Linked DNA regions of Canis lupus: region 2 is linked to region 1. A link is a contact called in public Hi-C data. All regions are on one chromosome and are shown on one strand. The core of a region is the stretch at or near the end of the contact, and the rest is flanking DNA. Distances in the headings are between cores, read along the strand shown.

Region 1 (3,806 bases), core at 357-2,856:
CTGCTGCCAATGCCTGGCCTCGGCCGTCAGTCCGGCAAGTGAGGTCCCAGGGGGCACGCGTGGAGCACAGGTAGCCAGCCACAGGCCTTGGGAGCGAGGTGGCTCCTAGGCCCCCAGGCCCTTCAGGACCCTGCTGCTCCCCAGAGCCCACAGTTTCTCTCCTCGTTTATTGCTGTGTAGCCACATCACCACAAAACTAGGTGCGTAAGGCCACACACATGTGTCTCCCATGTCTGGGGGACAGAAGCGTGGCCACAGTGTAGCTGGACCCTCTGCAGTCTGGGGAAAAATCTCCTTCTGAGCCCACGTCGTCCCTGCAGTTGTCAGCACCTTATGTCCTTGCCACGTGGGCTCCCCCACAGGGCCATTTGCTCCATCAAAGGCAGCAATGGGAAGAGGAACGTGGCTGTTAAACTGTGATGTAATCACATGGGTGGCATTGCCACATTGGATGTGTTGCATGGAGACAGGCGAGTCTCAGGTCCCATGGATACCCCAAGGTGCCGACTCCAGCAGGGGGCCACCTTGCCATCCCAGCCTGCTACACCCTTCCTGCCTTTTCTCACCGACTGCTTGCCCTCCCGCCCCGTCCCCCTCCCCCCGTCAACCCACTGGATAGATGGAAGGTGCTCGACTGGCTGAGGGGTCAGTGTGGGGGGCTCCCCTAGTGCCGTCCACTGGAGCTCTCCCTTTGTAAGTCTGTGCCCCCCTGAACTGTAAGCTGTTGGGAGGTAGGGGCTGCCCCAACTCTGCGTCCTGGAGCCTGGGGCTGCTGGAAACGTGTAGGGACTTGGCACGGTATTTGTGGAGTGAGCCAAAGAACTAACACAGCAGGTGGTGAAGAAGGGCCGGTTAATAAATGAAGGGATGTTGCTCTGGAGCTGAAGGAGGTTCAAGTTCAGTGACAGCGTGGACTTGGAGGCTGCTGTTAGCTCCCTAAGCTTCTGTTTCCCCAGCTGAGCAGTGGGGAGTCTGATCACACCTCCCGTGAAGGCCGTCGTGAGGAGTTCCAGAACACACGCAGGAGCCCTGTGCTGGAGGCTGACGGCCTTGTCATTGATGGTCACTGGTCAGCCTGGCTGGTGGCTGAGTCTAGAGCCTTTCACCTGGGATGCTGGCCTGCAGAGCCCTCGGCGGCGGCGGCAAATAGGATCAGATGCTCTGCAGAGCCAAGCTCGAGGCCAGTCCGTGCAGGGGGTGGGGGTGGGGGTAAGGGTGGGGATGGGGGTAGGGTACAGGCCAGCCTATGAGCCGCCGGATTGCACAGCCCCTGTAGCTGTGCCAGCAGGCAGCTGGCCCTCTTTGATTTAGCTGGATTCTAAAATGAAGTTTTTAGATAAGCAATCTCTCTGGAAGAGCCAACCAGGGGGTTTACCCAGCGGGCTCTAACTCTCTCCTCTCTGGGAGGGAGCTCTGACTCCAGAGAATTCAAGGGGGCACCTGGGTGGCTCAGCGGTTGAGCATCTGCCTTCGCCTCAGGTTGTGATCCAGGGTCCAGGGATCGAGTCCCACATGGGGCTCCCCCACAGAGAGCCTGCTTCTCCCTCTCTCTGTGTCTCTCATGAATGAATAAATAAAATCTTTAAAAAAAAAAAAAAAAAAAAGAGAGAGAGAGAAAGAGAATTTGAACCTCCACCTAGTTGACTTGCTTCCCGGCCAAGCCATGTGGCCAGTCACCCTCCTGCTTCCACCCTTGCCTGTCATGGGCGCCACGGGGTGAAAGATCGCTTCCAGTTGGTCGGCTTCCAGGTAGACGTGCTTGGACAGCAACTTGCTTTCGAACCAGCCCATCGCAGAGAAGTCCGCACGGAACATTGACCCTGGCCACCGCGGCCGCGACAGCTGGGTCAAAGTGATGAAGGTGCTGGCTCCGTTATGCCCACCGTGGATGATATTCTGGAGCAGGTCGGCGAGTTTGGCTGGTTCCAGAAGCAAGCCTTCCTGACCCTATGCCTGCTCTCGGCTGCCTTCGCCCCCGTCTACGTGGGCATCGTCTTCCTGGCCTTCACCCCGGATCACCGCTGCCTGAGCCCCGGGGCGGCCGAGCTGGGCCGGCGATGCGGCTGGAGCGCGGCGGAGGAGCTCAACTACACGGTGCCGGGCCCGGGGCCCACGGGCGACGCCTTCCCCCGCCAGTGCCGCAGCTACGCGGTGGACTGGAACCAGAGCGCCCTGGGCTGCGTGGACCCGCTGGCCGGCCTGGCCGCCAACAGGAGCCACCTGCCGCTCGGGCCCTTGTCTGCACGGCTGGGCCTACGACACGCCCGGCTCCTCCATCGTGACCGAGGTGAGGCCGGGCCCTGTGTTTGAGGGAACAGGAGGGCTGCAGGGGCAGGGAGGAAGCACACCGCAAATCCTAGAAGGTTCAGCTTCGCATCAGGGAAGAAGGGGGGAGAATTTTATTCGCTGATCACCTAGGCCATGTCCGGCGCTGTCCTGGGCACTCGGTGGCCTGCTTCTCCTGTCTGGTCCCCTGTAGACGTGGGGTATTAGAGGAGCGGGCTGGAGGTAGGGGAGACCTTTGCAAGCCAGGCTGAGCTGGATTGTTAGGACATTGGTCTGCAGGGAGACAGGTTCCTCTTCTTTCTGGCCCACTGGCTTCTCTAAGAGCCTGCTGCATTCACTTGGGGTGTCATTAGATTGGTGGGTCTCCCTTTCTGCACTCATGAGAGAGCTAAATGCTGGCTGGGATCGTGTGGAAGCAGCTCTGGCTTTGGAGAAGGACCTTTTTTTTCTTTTTTTTTTTCTTTTTATTTATTTATTTATTCATGAGAGACACACACAGAGAGAGAGGCAGAGACTCAGCAGAGGGAGAAGCAGGCTCCATGCAGGGAGCCCCACGTGGGACTCGATCCAGGGGCTCCAGGATCAGGCCCTAGGCTGAAGGCGGCGTTACACCGCTGAGCCACCCGGGCTGCCCGGAGAAGGACCTTTTCAAAGCCAGCCGTGCCCCAGATCAGTTGGGCGTCACTGAGTACGTTACTCAGGGCCTCTGAGCCTCCACTGCCTCACGGGCCAGCCAGGAATGGCAAGTCACCTGCCCCACAGGATTGGCAAGTTCAACGGTACATGGCATCAGTGCTGGGGCTGCGTCAGGGGCCCTGCTCCTGGCCTACAGGTGGGACGATGGCGTCAGAGGGCCTCATTTGCATAGTTCAGTGGGTTCTTTCTGTATGGTGCCTTGAGAATATTTTAATAAAAAGCCACTAGATTTTTTTTTTTCCCTTCATAGACCTTGTAAAAAGTGTTACATTGTGAAAAGTGTGGGCACTTGGAGATTGGCATTGAGGACCATTGTTGAAACCAGAGGCCGGAAGTTATGCAGAGGCACTCTGTTAGCAAAGCCTGGTTTTGGCGAGGGCACTGCTTAGCTGGAACAAGAGGTCACTTAGTGGTTTCAGTGTCAGCACAGCCGAGGCTCCTACTGGAGGAAAGAGCTGTGTCCTCTCCCCTTGCCTGATCAAGGGGCAAGGCTGGGGAGGGGACAGCACAGAGGTTTCTCCTTCAGGAGGAACAGGCGCAGGTGTGACTTGCTTTACCTGCCACTGCCTGAACACCTGGTCTCCAACGCATCCTCCAAAGACAGGTAACCAATGAGACGCCTCGCTCCCGGGGGGACCAAACTGTCTGACAGTCTGGCTGGGAATGTAGATCCGACCAAGACAGGGAGGTGTTTGTTCTGTTCTGTGTGATGAGACCTCCTCTGCTAGTAAAGGATCGGATACCATCTTTCATCTATTCACTCCGCGGTCTGCTCACTCAGGAAAGTGTCTGAGCCTTTGCTCTGCTCCCGCACCACCGTGGGG
Region 2 (3,806 bases), core at 450-2,949, 230 kb after region 1:
CAAGTTTCCAGCTCTCACCTTTGAGACTCCCTGCCAAAGAACAAAGGAAGGAACCGATGTGCCTTGCAGACACGTGTGTGTGTCCATTTCAGCTACCTTATGCTGTGTGCCTCCACGTGGGTGTCGTACTGTACAAAGACATTCAGACTATCCAGAGTATTTTTCTATAATGTGGGCTGAGTTAGGATTTATAATGCTATTGAAGTTTCTGGGAACACATAGTATGTGGCTGGTTTAGCAAAGGATCTGTTGTGTGGGTAGCTCCCCCTGAGTGATTTCCTGAAGTTGGAGCAGTGTCTCTGACCCTTTGGGTTACTGAAGGACGAGAGAAGCCCTCCGCAGAGTCCCATGACCGCTCACTCCATCACAGATGCAGGATGTGCCACCTGGGGGTCTGGGAACAGGGTATAGAAATTCCTTCATCAAACCTGATCAAGGAACTCAAGCTCTGACCTGAGTGCTCCGAAGCAACCAGGGAAGATCAGGATCTGGAGACACTGAACCTAAGGACCTTGGGCCACGTGGTACTGAGCCTTCCCTTTCTCTCCTTGCTCTGACTCTGTACGCTCTGTAGCATCTGGGCTTGTTGGCACATTCAGGCCTCATTCCATGATTCAGAACAAATCCGCTGTCCAATTTGAGGATTTGGCTCTGTTATTTCATCAGTCAGTTTTGGGCCTGAGATGATTTGGAATAGCTTGGTCCCGGTTTAGTGGACATCTAGAGCCACACACTCTGTTCCTAATTGAACAAAACCCATGGATTATGATGTCATAGGTCTTCATTTTCATCGTAAAGGGATATTTATCTTATACCTGGGAGTTCAGTTCTGTGATGCTGCCTGTGGTCAAGAGTGAAAAACGCGGATTGGTCTTGTTCAATCTTGACACTTGTAACTTGTCTTGGGAGGAAGCTTACATTTTAATTTAAAAGAAAGGTCAGTTATATCCATGCTTAAAAGAATTAGCAAAAGCTTTATAACTGATGTCATAGACACTAATAAGGAATACGGTCCCTTTTTTGTTACGGAGACTTTTGAAATGTGGAGCTTACATGCAAACATGTTATCTTTCTCTGTTGTTTTGCTTTATGTGTTGTATTTGTTGTATTTTCAGATTCAGAGTAAATCTGATGTAGAGTTTTTTTTAATGATTTATTTTGCGTGGACAGACAAAATGGGCACCAAGGGAAATCTTGCCAATGAAGAAGAAAATTCTATGTGAGCACGTGACAATATGTACAGCGTATGTGTAAACAAGCTTTTTAATCCTTAAAGCACAACAGAGTTGAATATGAGTGTTTTCTTTTTCAACGAGGCAAACACTGCTCTTTGAGGACTTAATGCTGCAGTCACCCATTCACGCACACTTGGGTTTTCGCTCTCTCTGCATTTCTCCTTGCTGTAAGATGACTGTTCCTCCTTGAAACTCTCACCTTGCAATTGTATTTTGAGTTGATATTTTTGTTCTGGTAACAATAAAAAATTTTCCATTGTCAAGTAAAATTAGTGTTCATTTCCTTTCTTCCTTTTGACCATGTGTCACTGTCAAACACTATTCCCATGAGACCATGTGTACTTCCTATCTGCGCAGCCAATGAGCAATGGAAATTAAGTGGTCCACCTTCAGTGTATGTTCGTTGTTCCTTCACAGGCCCTTGGTACCATTCCTGGATTCAGATGTGACCCAGAATAGCATTCAGACTCTCTACTGGTCTTGTATTACACTTGCATTGCCCAGTCCCCTGCACAGTGTACAACTCTCTGCCCAGTATCTCCTGTGCTGGGGTAACGTCAAGTTGTCAGTAACACATTTCATTCCCAAGAATAGAATTTGTTCTCATGACTCCCCATATATCCTGAAGCTCTGAAAACATTCATCTCAGTGCCAGAAATAAAGACTTTAGAGATGTATGTCAAGCTGTCTCTTGCAGACAAGATAGATATCTGAGTGACTTACTGGGACCTCTCTGCTCCTTTCTCTATGATCTTACAGTCTTCTTAGTCCTTTTTGCAACTATACCTTATAAGGAAGCGAGAAATCACCTAAGTCTATTAGAGTTACACTACTTAAAATTGGTAGGATAAACAAAGAACACGAAACCAATGAAGTTCAAAAAAAACTTAAAGGAAGTACAGAGTTTATTTTCAATAAATGTTATAGATGTGTCACTTATTATTACAGAATCCAACAGTCCACGCACGGGAAACATTTATCCACAATAATACTAAAAAACGTTGAGGTTTGGCAGTAGATGGTATAAGTACAGTGTCTTGATTTGATTACTGTCAATTATTTCTGAGCATGCTAAATTCCCTACCCGTGTTCTGGCTTCTAGGTATGTTGATGAATCACTCTGTCTCCCATCCAACTAATTATTTCTCATTATTCCTTCAATCCAAGTAACAAACCTTGACACACGAACATAGACACCAGGCTTATTGGGACGGGCACAGCCAAGACCCCAAGAAGTGACTCCTTGTAAAATGTACTTGTCCTTCTCGAAGCAAACCAGAGGTCCTCCACTGTCACCCTATACAGAGAGAGAGAAAAAAAGTCCATGTGAGGATTAAACCACCATCCTTTTGTTATGGGATGTCATCCTTCTATTATCCAAGTATAAGTTTCCCCAGCATTTGAACATTCTTTTCCAATTAGAAAGGAACTTACTAATATATTATTTGAATATCTGCTGTGCTTCAGCACCTAACAAAGCATATTTAACACAACCGCACCAGTTTGTGTTGCTGGGGAACAGCTCCCTTGTGAATATGGTACTCACCCCTTCCTGCCTTGGGGCTTCCCTTATGCAGAGTAAATCCAAGAGCAATTTCAAAGGGGGTGTAGTTGGTCTTTGTCTCACACTCTCCCTCACTTCTCTACCAGAAAGGCCATCCACCAGCATACTCTCCAGAAGATGTGGGGGCTGTGGTAGTGATGGTACTCACCTACTCCCTTACAACTGATCTAGAACTCACCAAGAAATCCCCTTAGGTGAGCTCAATCAGAATTCAGAGACAAACCTCAAATGTTTCTGGGTAGCATTTGGACTACGGCCTTCAGTTGACAAAGCCTTCCTGAATTTGCCATTTTGGGGGCTGAAAGATCTAAGAGGCCAAGACAGGACAGCAGAAGATTGACTTTGTTCTTACCTGACAACTGTCTGTGCCTCCAGCCAAATTCCCCGCGCAAAGCTCTGTCGATTTGACTCTTCCATTCAGATACTCATAGCGATTACACACTTTGTTCTCAATCACAGGCAGCTGGGCTTCCTTGAGAAGCCCCGCACCATACGTGCCTGTGTTTAAAAAGATTAAAGAAATGGTTACTGGATCCAAAACATGCCCACAAGGAAAATTCTAGAACAACAGAGCAGCAAGGACAGATCTCTTGGTTGTCCACGAGGTTGTATAAAGCAAGAAGTCAGTTCCTGATACTACCAGAATGTTTTTCATGTTAACCCTTGGAGGTATAGATATATAAAATTTCATGTTCCCAAGATCTGGATTTAATAACCTGAGTTTCTTTACAGTGTTTTGGGGTATCTGTTGTTATTTTTGTTTCTTTTTTTTTAACTATAAAGATACATTTTTCAATAGGAAAGAGACATTGAGAAATACAAGTGTTACCATAACATCTATTCACTTTCAGATGCTTTTTTTTCTTTACTACTTATATCATATAGCACAATTTTATATCCTGTTTTTACACAACAGTATATAATAAGGGCTTTTTTAGAACACTACAATCTTCATAATTAGTATTTTAATGGGCCGGGATCCCTGGGTGGCACAGAGGTTTGGCGCC

Evidence for each region. A called contact is a pair of places that touch in the nucleus more often than the background predicts.
Region 2: a contact with region 1 is called in a Hi-C map of skin fibroblasts, with 2.2 times the contacts expected there. The contact joins the enhancer-like site here to the promoter of SLC22A1 in region 1. A contact is called at or near these places in 2 of 9 Hi-C or Micro-C datasets (amygdala and skin fibroblasts).

Annotation. Positions count from the first base shown.
Region 1 is chr1:49,819,190-49,822,995 of UU_Cfam_GSD_1.0, forward strand. It overlaps SLC22A1 (solute carrier family 22 member 1), which reads left to right and starts at 1,607. Exons shown (of 13, transcript XM_038526495.1): 1 at 1,607-2,229; 2 at 2,231-2,287. The coding sequence starts at 1,876.
Region 2 is chr1:50,049,567-50,053,372 of UU_Cfam_GSD_1.0, forward strand. It overlaps SLC22A3 (solute carrier family 22 member 3), which reads left to right. Exons shown (of 11, transcript XM_038526496.1): 11 at 1-1,504. The coding sequence ends at 24. It overlaps PLG (plasminogen), which reads right to left. Exons shown (of 19, transcript NM_001286960.1): 18 at 3,152-3,297; 19 at 2,106-2,532. The coding sequence ends at 2,371. Among named protein-coding and RNA genes, the nearest start is that of PLG, 38 kb to the right of the region's middle. Within about 2 kb of position 1,700, at least 2 of the 20 cell types and tissues checked have an H3K27ac peak or open chromatin away from gene starts, as enhancers often do.